Regions from separate parts of the Zea mays genome. Here region 2 is linked to region 1. The links are chromatin contacts, called in public Hi-C maps. All regions are on one chromosome and are shown on one strand. The core of a region is the stretch at or near the end of the contact, and the rest is flanking DNA. Distances in the headings are between cores, read along the strand shown.

Region 1 (5,728 bases), core at 686-3,185:
CCGAACCTGTACACAACTGTCCATTGTTTCTCGTGCATCTAGCACGAACCATCGAGCTACAGTCGGTAACACCGTCCTACTCCAAAAGCACCTTGAGGGGCAACCCCGGGTGCGCGGTCGGACCCAAAACACCGACAGATCCCACACGCGTGGACCTGTAGCTAGCGCAGAGTTGAAGCGGGCGGCCGGTGCGTCGCCCAAAACCAGTGGCAGACCCAGAAATTGACCAAGATCCAGACCGAAGTGATCATAAACTTCCAACATTAACATATAATAAAAATATGTAGGACAAAAAATACATTATCATAGATGTTAAAGATAGGATACATGTTATGATATGGTTTCTCCTTTAAACACATCATGTCGACATCAGCAATAGTGTTTTTTGCTCCATAATTTTAAAGAGAACCACATTAAAAATAATTGTAATATTTTGTGCCTCTTCTTCACTTTCAATTTCAATTTACGCTAATGCTGCTTCTTTTGTTCGAAACATTTTACTAACACAATAAATCTCTACACAATCTATTTATGAGACACAATCATGATTATAATAATTAGAAACCATATGCTCAGCCATAACTAACAACTTAGTACATAACTGATGAGAAGAATGATCTATAGTCCACTTATACTCGTAGTAGCGACTGACCCTATTATGTGGAGCCTCCAGTCGTGCTCGCTCTGCTCTGCTCGATGCTTCCACTTCTAACAGCCCCCATGCAAACGCTCAGGCTCAGCCGAGCCTGCTCTGCTTTCTAGACTACGAGCGGCGCGATGTTGAGACTTGGGTACCTCTGCCCGAAACACATGATCGTCGATTTTAAAAACCGGTGCATTATCTCTATTTCTATCTCTTCTCTACTATATTAAAACACCCGTTTAAAAAATCGTCCTGCGTTATTTTTTTTTGCAAAAAAGGACCCTTATATATTTTGGAATGAACCCGCCTTTCTGCCATCTACACATATGCACCGTCTGTTCTATCGCCCCACGCCATCCAACTGCGCATGCCCTCTCCCCGTATCGCGCCCGGCGTAACCGCCCTAGCTAGCCGCCGGTTCTGCGACCGCCGCTCCTTTAACAGAAAATTTATCTTTACTATTATATAATACATGAGTTTCATCGATTTCTTCGTGCGTCAATGTGCTCCCGCGCGAGCATCCCAGGCCTCCCCGCGCGAGTTTGCGTCTACATTAAAATTTAAGGCATGCAACAAAAATATTAAGTGAGAGCAGTGATCGAACCAACATCCTCTACTACAACAACACTTATATAATTGCATTAAAATTAAGAGAGATCAGTATCGTTAGTCTATGAACTAATAATTATAAAATTTAAAATATAATCACACATGATATATAGAAAACCATCGTAGCCATGTACCGACAATATGGATAAATGCTCAGACTCGTTTACAACTTTTCATATGGATGTGAGGTTTAAATGGTAAAAATAAGAAAAAATATGCAAAATTGTTGGCTATAATCCCACGTTCACATCCACATAGCCACTAGAACACATGTTTTTATGATTTATACTCTATATTTAAGTATACTATAAAGAATTTATAGAAAAAAGAAATAATAAAGATTTTATAAAGCTACCACTAAAGTGGTGGTGAAAGAGTTTAAATGTTAAATAGGATATACAGTTGGATCTAGATCAAATGGACCAAAAGATCTGTTGCACGCTTGCACCTAATAGGTGCTATCGTTGCCGTTAGTAATAGTAATAGTAGAGATAGAGAGTAAAGGTAGAAAGATGATAGCTATAAGTATTAAGTAGAGGTAGAGAGATGATAGATATAAGAATATAGTTTAATTATAAAACTAATTAGACATACTATTATACTAGTATAAAAAACAAAACAAATTTATTAAATATAATAAAGTCTATATATAATATTCGTAATTTAAACCTTTGACATCAATCAACTAAACTAAAACCAATCTCGTTTGTGCTGCCATCATCGGCTCGGTCCGCAGGCGCAACAAAATTCGCATCGGCATCGCAATCTCGCTCGCAGGGAGGAGAGGGGGAGCCTCTAACCCTAACCCTACCTGCCTCTGTCGCAATCGCCATGGCCGCCGGCGGAGAGCCCTCCCCCCTGTCCCCTGCCAAATACTCTCGCTTGCCCGACGACGCCCAGCCCGACGCATCCCCGAAGCGCCGCAAGCGCCACCACCGCCACCACCACCACCACCACCACCGTCGACACCGTCACGCCGATTCCCCGATACCCGAGGCGGCCGACGAAGAGGTAGAGGAGGGGGAGATACTCGACGATGCTTCCTCCGTCTCTGCTATGGAGGTCAATGCCGAGTCCGCCGCCCCACAGTCTTCCCTTGCTCCGGTACATCTCTCTCCGCCTGCTCCCTTCGGTTTGACTTTAACTAGCCCTGGAAGCGCTCCTCGTTACTACAGTATAGACGCATAGTCTCTCGGCTTGCTCATGTATTTAGACTATGTCATGTCAGTTGCTCTCGAGGGTACCACAGCCATCTGAAAAACACACACCACTGACTGGAAGCAACTAATTCGTCTGTAGCAAGATTCTTGTCTTTTCGCAGTCTTGTCCTGGTGAGGTTTTCCAGCTAAGATAGCAAATTGAATGACATCATTGTTGTTCAGGTACAACAGTCTAATCAGGAAATTAGAGGTGCCGGTCTTACTCAATTTCTGCAACGTAGTTAGCATTACTTGGATATCCTTTTTCTGTTTCTCCATGCCAAGTTGGCTAATCTACTTACTGTTTGATATGTTGCAAACGCAGGAGCACTTTGGTAATGGTGCTGATATTAACACAGATGCAACCAAGATGCAAGCTCCTGCTCCGCCTACCCTTCCATCCTCAAAAGATAGAAGGAGGTCACTTCACGGTGCCCCTGAGTCTGAAAGCGGAGGTATCCTATCAAGTGATGCTGAGGATAACAAAGGGCATGGACGGAGGCAAAGTCAAAGTTGTTCAAAATCTCCAAAGCCCAGAAGGGAGAAGGAAAGGAGGCACAAAGATGGGCATCACTCTTCATCTTCAAAAGATCATTATCCCAAAAATCGCTCTAGAGCATCTCCATACTCAAGGCATCAGAGTGAAGCTCATTCAAGAGATCACTTGAGATCTGGAGAAAGAGGTGATGATACTAATGGTTCTGATCGTGAGAGCAATGATCAGAATGGGAAGTCTGGCAGACATACGACTGGGACCCAGGAGAATGAAAGAGAAAGGAGCAGCAGCCATGGTATTCATGATAGACATGGTGATAGGCATAATGACAGACATGGCAGCCAGGAAAGGTACAGAGACGATAGGACATATAGAGACAAAATTGATTCGCTAGAAGCTACTTGGAAGCACAGAGAAAGAAGCAGGAGTCATAGTAGATCGGATCTAAGGGAAAGTACACGTCTTCGTGATCAAAGCCGGGAGAGTGAAAGACGGATTGGTAGTTCAATGCATAGGGATCATGGCAGCAAGAGGGATACAAGTAAACATAGAGAATCTGACAGGGTTAACAGTGCATATGAAAGGGAGAGAGGGAGAGATGCTGGGGACAGGGAATGGCACAGGGTCAAGGGAAGCGAAACTCATAGAGCTAAGGAAGGACGGGACAAAGTTAGCGATAGTGATAGGTACAGGGATTCAACACGCTCGAAATATAGTGTGTCTGATGGCTACAAAGAGAGAACAAGATCTGGGGAGAAAGGTAGAGATGTTGACCGTAAAAACCGAAAGTTTGAAGAAATGAAGGAAAATTATCTCAAGTAAGGCAGTTTTCTCATGACTAACTGACAATTAATTCATTAGCCTGCTTTCTATTTCTTGTTTTGTTTTTTGCATATTTATATTTACTGCTCTTATCTTGGTATTAGGGAGGAAGATGAAGAGAAGTACCAAGAGAAAATAGAACAGCAGTTAGCAATGCAGGAGGAAGAGGACCCTGAAAAAATCAAAGAGGAAGCAAGGAGGAGGAAAGAAGCTATCATGGCGAAGTACAGGCAGCAGCAATCACAGAAGCAGGATATGGAAGCTAAACCAAGCAGCAATGATGAAGGTAACTTGATTATATAATGTTGGGTTCACATAATGCATGACTAACACCTTCACTTTGCCATGTCCATATCAATTTAATTGTTATTGGAAGATATATTGTTGTCTGTGCAGAAGTAAGAGCTATGGATGGAAATGTAACTATGCATCAGAAAGATGATAACGGTAGCAGTTCCACGGGCAATGACAAAGCTGAAAATAAGCATGATTCTTCAGAGGTATTTGATGGCAAAACCGACTTTTCTGTGGGAAAGTCTCCTGCTCAAAATGATACTTCAACTAGCACGGGAGCATTCACTGATGAGAGGACAATAGATGTTTCAGGTCTTGGAGAGGGTTCTCCCAAGGTAATTGTTTCCTGTTATCGAATTCAATAAACATATTAATTCATATCATCCCGAAAACTTACTAGCCTCCTTCATATTCCAGAGTGAGAGATCAGCAGACATGTTTTGTGATGACATTTTCGGAGAATCACCTGCGGGAGTTAGAAAATCGGTATGATTTCTATCCATTCTTCTGCTACTTATGCCATACTATTCTGATCAATACGTCACAAGAAGAGACACTGTTTGATGCAGATGCACACACTAATCTTTCTGAACATGTATTATTTGCATGTTAAAGTAAACTGGTTAATTTTTGAAGATGGAATATTTATGCCTGTTTATTCTTCAATAAAAAGGGCATCCTGGTGCATGTATTCCTACTTGCGCAGGGTCAGGGGAAGAGTTGAACCCATTTGGGTCCATAGTACACAACCTTTCCCAGCATTTGCAAGAGTCTCTCCATGACTCGAAGTCTCGAACCCTGTTTATTCTCCAATATTACTAAAAAATCCTTTGTTTTATTTATTGTCACAAAATCATTGTGTACAGGGCAAGGGTGATGGTTTGCATGTTGAGAGAAATGCTCTTCATGACAACTGGGATGATGCAGATGGGTACTACAGTAAGTTCTGCTATCCTATGTCCATTTTTCTTTGCTAGTTTATTGTTTTCTCTTGTGTCGTGCTGTTATGGTTGCTAGATCGGTGAGGGATTGGAGTTGCTGGCGGAGGCGGGGTGAGGTGCTGTTCACACGTGAATAGTACCCACCAATGAGCCAATGAACAGTAGATCTGTAGAGGGGATTGGGAGGGGGGTCGATGGGCAGGAACGCTGGCCCGGGGGCCTCTGCCCACAGCCGAGCAAGAGGAGGGTTTATCCCTTCTAATTCTTGTCTACTTTATTTTTCATCCATTGATTACATAAATAGGCCGGCTAGCCGCCCCTATCTAGCTAGAGATCCTTGTCTCCTTAAAACTCTCAACAAACTACTAACTGATAACCTTCCTAGATAATCTCAACTAATCTTCTTATCCTTTGACCTGCGCTCCTTGCCGCAGCCCCCTTGGGCCCTGACAGGTCCTGACACGTGCATTCAATCATTTTCTTGTTTTCCTACTCTGCAGCTTACCGGTTCGGAGAATTGCTGGATGGCCATTACGAAATCATAGCAGCACATGGGAAGGGTGTGTTCTCAAAAGTCGTGCGGGCAAAAGATCTTAAAGCGAGTAAAGATGATCCTGAAGAAGTTGCTATCAAAATTATTCGCAACAAGGAGACAATGTAATATAATCTTCCTAGAGATCTGCAATTTTTAGTATGGAAAATTAAATAGGACTGTAATTCAATA
Region 2 (5,776 bases), core at 3,210-5,709, 98 kb before region 1:
TTAAAAAACCTGAAAATATAAAAATGGGGTAGGACCTGACCACTCTAATCCAACTATTGACCCCCTCTTTGTGCCGAACCAAGCTGGCTAAGGCTCTTGGCACCCGCAAAGCACCAGAGGCGGCGCTCCTCTTCGAAGGAACAAATGATTTCTTTTGTTGAGAAGTGTTTTAGCAGTTTGATATGCTGGGGTTGTGACTGATGTCCGTTTGTCTTTCCAGTTTTACCTCCTTATTGCAATGTGTTTATCCATAAACTGTTTGCTTACGGTTTTCTCCATGGTTCTATCTTCTATACCTTTGCAACTTAATGTGCAAAGTGTTGTTATGAATGTTAGCTAAAGGAGACAATTTATAAGGACAATTTTATAACAGGTGTGCAAGCCGCGTACTGGGGAATGCTTGAAGAAGGACGAATAACTCAAGTTACAGCAAATATTCTGATGAGATCGGTTGATGAAGCTATGGACCTTGTTTCTGGACAAACATTATGTGATTGGAAAGGTTTAAAGTCCAATGTGCAGTTCCCAAATTACTATAGGTTCCTTCAGAGGAGTAGGTTACCACGAAAGCTTGTCACATACTTCACAGTCGAAAGATTAGAGTCTGGATGTTACATCTGTGCTGCATTTCTTCGTGCTCACAGAATCGCAAGGCGGCAGCTACATGATTTTCTTGGTAATATATTGGGAACTTGATGTGTTATTTCCTGCAAATTGCCTATTATTTCTTTGTGGTGCTAGAAGAGAATCAGTACTAATTGTGTATGTATGAGATCTATATGTATGGTAGACATTTTTTTCTCGAACGTGCAGGAGAGCTGCGCATCATTATGTTAAGAAGAAAAGAGAAGGTCCAAGCGGACTATTACAAATGCCACCTTATGGTGGCCAAAATTTGAGGTACATACAGTAAACAAATTAAACACGATCCCGAAAGCCTAGTTTTGGTTGCCGGTTGTATGGCCTCTAGAGAAAGAAACCCCTTTGCACCAGCATCCCCCCATAACCAGTGCTCCTCTCCTACCATAAGCAACACAGCAGCCAAGCTAGGAGAAACACCATAAAAAACACAGCTATTTCTATGTTTCCAAAGACTCAAGGCTCCTAAGATGATCTAAGAGTTAAGAGCCTTCTTAATCAGCCCCTCTGCAGAATTGTCAATCAGCCTCCACCATTCCATAAAGCTTTCGGTGCCCGGTTGTGGGGCATGGTGCTGCCAGCCCAGTGTACCAAACAATCTGAACCAAAACTCTTTCGCAAAGACACGATAAATAAGGAGGTGATCAATATATTCCTTTTCCTAATCGTGAAAAAGGCATTTGTCCGGATGATCAAGAACTCTTATTTCTAGCCTATCCGCTGTCCAACACATCTGTAGAGCTACTAGTCACATAAAGTAGTGGCATTTGGGAGGTGTCCAAGATTTCCAAATTCTCTCACTGGGCTCAAAATAAACTGACCCCTGGAATAACCCTTCATATGCTGCCTTTGCCGAGTACTTTCCATTAGCTGCTAACTGGAACACAAAGTTATCCTCCATGTCAGGCTGCAAAGTATAATCTGATGTAAAGTCCCAAAGGTGAAGAAATTCTGTAACCACATTTACTGAGAGAGCTCCTTGGATGTCTAGCACCCAAAGCTTCTCTTCTTACAGCCTCCCTGACAGTCCTCCTGCCAACCCTTCTTGTAGAGACAGCTTGGAACAGATGGGGAGCCAGATCAGCAATCTTTTTGCCGCCCAACCATTAATCCTTATCGTTCCAAAACAGCGTGCTATGGCCATTGCCAATCTCAACGTCTAAGGTCATCTCAAGGAACAATCTGGCCTTAGTGGGGACTTGGATGGGCAGAGCAGACCAACATTTTATATAGTTGTACATTGTTGTTGCCATGTAGATCACAAATGGCACTAGAAAGCAGACTTTTAAGAAGAATTTACCTTCACCACAGAAATCTGTCACAGCATTTGGTTATCAAACTACTAGATCATGTGGGATGACAGAGCCTTACGTCACTGCAAAAACCACTTTATAGTGTGAAATTGTGGCTGGGTGTTACTTCAATGAGGACGAACCTGGGGTTTATTTATCAGATTGAACTATGAAAGCTTGACTGCTTCATTAAAGGATCCATGCTCTCTTTATGGATTGAGTCCATCTTCCATTCTTAGTGCTGTTTTGGAGATACCCCGAGCTCAATCTTCCGGTATGATGCTAATGCACTTCACCACTTTGAGTATTTATTATTTGTTTTCTTCTATCTTCAGGTGATAGTGAGGTTGCAAGAACTGTTATTGATGAAAGTAACGCTGAGGGGGAGGAAGCTAGAAAATTCTTGGAAGATGTTCGAGTTACATTCCCGCAGGTTTGTGGTAACAATGTGCTTCTATCGTTTCATTCAACAACATGAAGCCTTGGTAGCATATTCACCAAGCATTTCTCTCTGGAAAACTTGAAGAAAGTAGAAAATCAACATAATAACGAAGATAAGGATCATTGCATGAATAAACTAAAGAATCCTCCTGCTTATGAATTGCAGTGCCCTGGTTCTGAAATCCTTTCCCCCCACCCAACAATTTCAGGTGCTACGAGTGCTAAAGACACGACAAGTCACATATTCTGTGCTGACACACTTGAGTGAGTATATTCAAAACCTCCAGAAGACTGGGCTGCTGGAAGAGAAGGAAATGGTCCATTTAGATGATGCTCTGCAGGTAGCTGGAATATTTAACTTACAGTAAATATGCTTTATATAACTCTAGTAAGCCATGCTAATTCACTTGGCAGACAGACTTGAAGAAGTTGCAGAGGAATCCACCAATAGTGAAAATGCCAAGAGTCAGTGATCTTCTGAACACTCATCCTTTAGTTGGCGCGCTGCCTGCTGCTGTACGTGATACTTTGCTAAGCAATACGAAGGAAACCCTGCGAGGGCAGGGCACAACGCTGTATAGAGAAGGATCCAGGCCAACCGGTATCTGGCTTGTTTCTATTGGTGTAGTGAAGGTCTGTCCGCGCCTCAACAACACTAGACAAAATTCTGTTGGGGAAGAATTGTTCGTTCTAATGAGCATTTTATTCCCCCACTTTTTTTAAAAAAAATTTCCAACAACAGTGGACAAGTCAGAGATTAAGCAGAAGGCATTCCTTGGATCCAATTTTATCGCATGGGAGCACTCTGGGTCTGTATGAGGTGCTGATTGGAAAGCCATATATCTGTGACATGACCACAGATTCGATGGTACAGTGTTTCTTCATCGAAACTGAAAAGATAGAAGAGCTGCTCCATTCAGATCCTTCGATTGAGATTTTCCTGTGGCAGGTAATAAATAAATACTTACTCATACTACACATACACTAGTAGTAGTATAGTAAATCATGGATGGATGTTGGCAGGAAAGTGCTCTGGTGCTTGCCAGGCTTTTGGTCCCTCATAGATTCGAGAAAATGGGAATGCATGAGATGAGGGTTCTGGTTGCTGAAAGGTCGACGATGAACATATACATCAAGGGAGAAGACTTGGAAGTGGAGCAGAATTGCATTGGCATTTTGCTGGAAGGGTTCTTGAAGATCGAGAACCTGACTCTCATCACGCCCCCAGCGTTGCTTCTGCCATGGAATGCTGACTTGAGCTTATTCGGTCTCGAGTCCTCAGGTCTCTTTATTATTTATTAATTACTACATACGTATGTTTTTTTGCCTAAACAAATGAAGAGACGAAGAAAGGCTCTGAGCTCTGTCTGTCTGTGGGGTATAGACTACTGCCATACTGCACGCAGGTATCAGGTGGAAGCCAGAGCGCGGATCATCTTCTTCGACGAGGCAGAGGCCGCCCATCTTCATGTTCAGACAAGTGCGTCGCTGCCCCAAGGTGAGCCAGCACGGAGCATGAGCAAGGAGCACAGCGGCTTGCTCAGCTGGCCCGAGAGCTTCCGGAGGTCTCGTGGCAGCCTAGGCTTAGCAGCTGAGATGCTGCCGGGCGGCTTGTCTTCCAGGGCCCTGCAACTGAGCATGTACGGGGGCAGCGTGGTGAGCCTCTCCTCCGGCCAGCAGGGTCACCGGCGGCAGAGGCCACGTCATCGCGTGCAGGCGGCCACGACGATGACAAACCAGAAGAAGCACAGCTCTTCCTACCCCAGGATGCCATCCATATCCAAGGAGCGGCATCTGCTCTCCGTGCAGTCGGAGGGCTCCAACATGAAGAGAGTGGCAGCTCTACCTGAGGTTGCTGCCACCGCTCCTGCTCCGGCAGGGGCAGCACAGGGGCAGCGGAGGGCTATGAACTTGCAGGAGGAATACAACTCGAGCGAAGACTCCGCCGGCGAAGAAGTCATCGTCAGAGTTGACTCGCCCAGCATGCTCTCTTTCCGTGAGTCCACCGCCGTGCCTCCGCCCCAGGAGCAGTAGCTGGATGCCTGGATGTGGTCTTCTCTTCTCGTGTATTGTATTGTACTGTATGTATTGTATCAGGGAAGCTTTGGCGCAGTGGTGTGGTGTGGTGTGGTGTGGTAAACAAAATAAATAAAACACATTTCCGCGTTCCATATTTTCTCTTCATGATCACCGAATAAATAAAAGAAACAGAGACAATGATGCGGAAGAAAAATGCGCTCTTTCTGTCTGGACCCGCCGCCGCCTCAACTTACGAGACCAACAAAAACTGGGTGCAACCCATTCTTCTTCCTCGGACTAATGACACCGCAAGTCCGCAACTCATGGAAACTCGTGCCGGTAGCAGCTCAAAAACAACTAGGTCAGCAACAGACAGAACATCATTGATCTGTGCACCTCTATGAATCATCTTATTTCCATCTTGTTTTCTTGCTATGCCTAGATCCTTTACCTCCTTTGTGTCTTCCTTCAACTGTTCTAATACATTCTCTAGGCCAGCAACTAGGACGAGTACTTTGGACACTTATTCAGCATTGCTATCTATTACTGAATTGTGTGTCACAAATATATATATATATATATATATATATATATATATATATATATATTAGTGAGCCTTTCTAAAGCTCCAACATTGTCTCGAGCAGAACAGGTACTTATTCACACCTTTTGCTTGTTTCTTTGTTTCTATTTTGTACTAACAATGACAAGAACATTTCATCCGAAGCTCCGTGACATGATGAGAGTTATGATGCACTCAACATGAACACTGAAAGGTTTAAGAGAGTTTTAGGACTTGTTGAACAGATGGACACGATGGAGACTCACCTACCACACCCTACAACTTCTGCAGGTGATTCTATCCATGTTTTTTTCCATCTTATGATGGTATATATGCTAAAAAATATATCGAGTGGGAAACTAAGATAGATTGTCTTTTTCAGAATATTTTATGTGTGAACAGAAAAAGAACAAAAAGGCCCCTAGTGTTTTGACCCATTCTGCTTTATCTTGGTGGGAGTCATTAACTCCATCTGATAAACCACAAACTTGGGCTAATATGAAAATGCTTATGAGAGAACGATTTGTTTCTTCCAATGATGTCATGCCTTCAAATAAACTTGAGTTTCCTTTATTGCATTATGATTGTACTAGTAATTCTTGTGATAAAAAAGAGTTGTGTGATGATTCTTCTATTACTTATATGCCACAACTTGAGCACAAACTTGATATTGTTTCTTCCTATCCTGTAATTGTGCTGAACTTAGAACATTCAATTCTATAACTAGTGTGCATGATGAGCTGAACTTATTATCTTTTTAAATAGTTTGGGCTATATTGAATTTGATGTTCCATGTAATCTAAATAATTTAGAGGAGAAACTT

What was found. Hi-C and Micro-C count contacts between places; a contact is called where the count stands out from the background.
Region 2: a contact with region 1 is called in a Hi-C map of leaf, with 5 times the contacts expected there. The contact joins the enhancer-like site here to the promoter of LOC100502407 in region 1. A contact is called at or near these places in 8 of 25 Hi-C or Micro-C datasets (bundle sheath, ear, endosperm and 2 more).

What each region holds. Positions count from the first base shown.
Region 1 is chr1:184,922,321-184,928,048 of Zm-B73-REFERENCE-NAM-5.0, reverse strand. LOC100502407 reads left to right here and starts at 1,935. Exons shown (of 15, transcript XR_004855405.1): 1 at 1,935-2,356; 2 at 2,777-3,765; 3 at 3,874-4,055; 4 at 4,166-4,398; 5 at 4,481-4,549; 6 at 4,930-5,002; 7 at 5,505-5,661.
Region 2 is chr1:185,022,509-185,028,284 of Zm-B73-REFERENCE-NAM-5.0, reverse strand. It overlaps LOC100383969, which reads left to right. Exons shown (of 22, transcript NM_001362235.1): 16 at 374-676; 17 at 2,267-2,364; 18 at 2,582-2,713; 19 at 2,787-3,005; 20 at 3,115-3,321; 21 at 3,396-3,654; 22 at 3,757-4,542. The coding sequence ends at 4,406. Among protein-coding and RNA genes, the nearest start is that of LOC100383969, 16 kb to the left of the region's middle. Within about 2 kb of position 4,459, at least 8 of the 20 cell types and tissues checked have an H3K27ac peak or open chromatin away from gene starts, as enhancers often do. A contact at or near this core is called in endosperm and leaf, where this site is marked.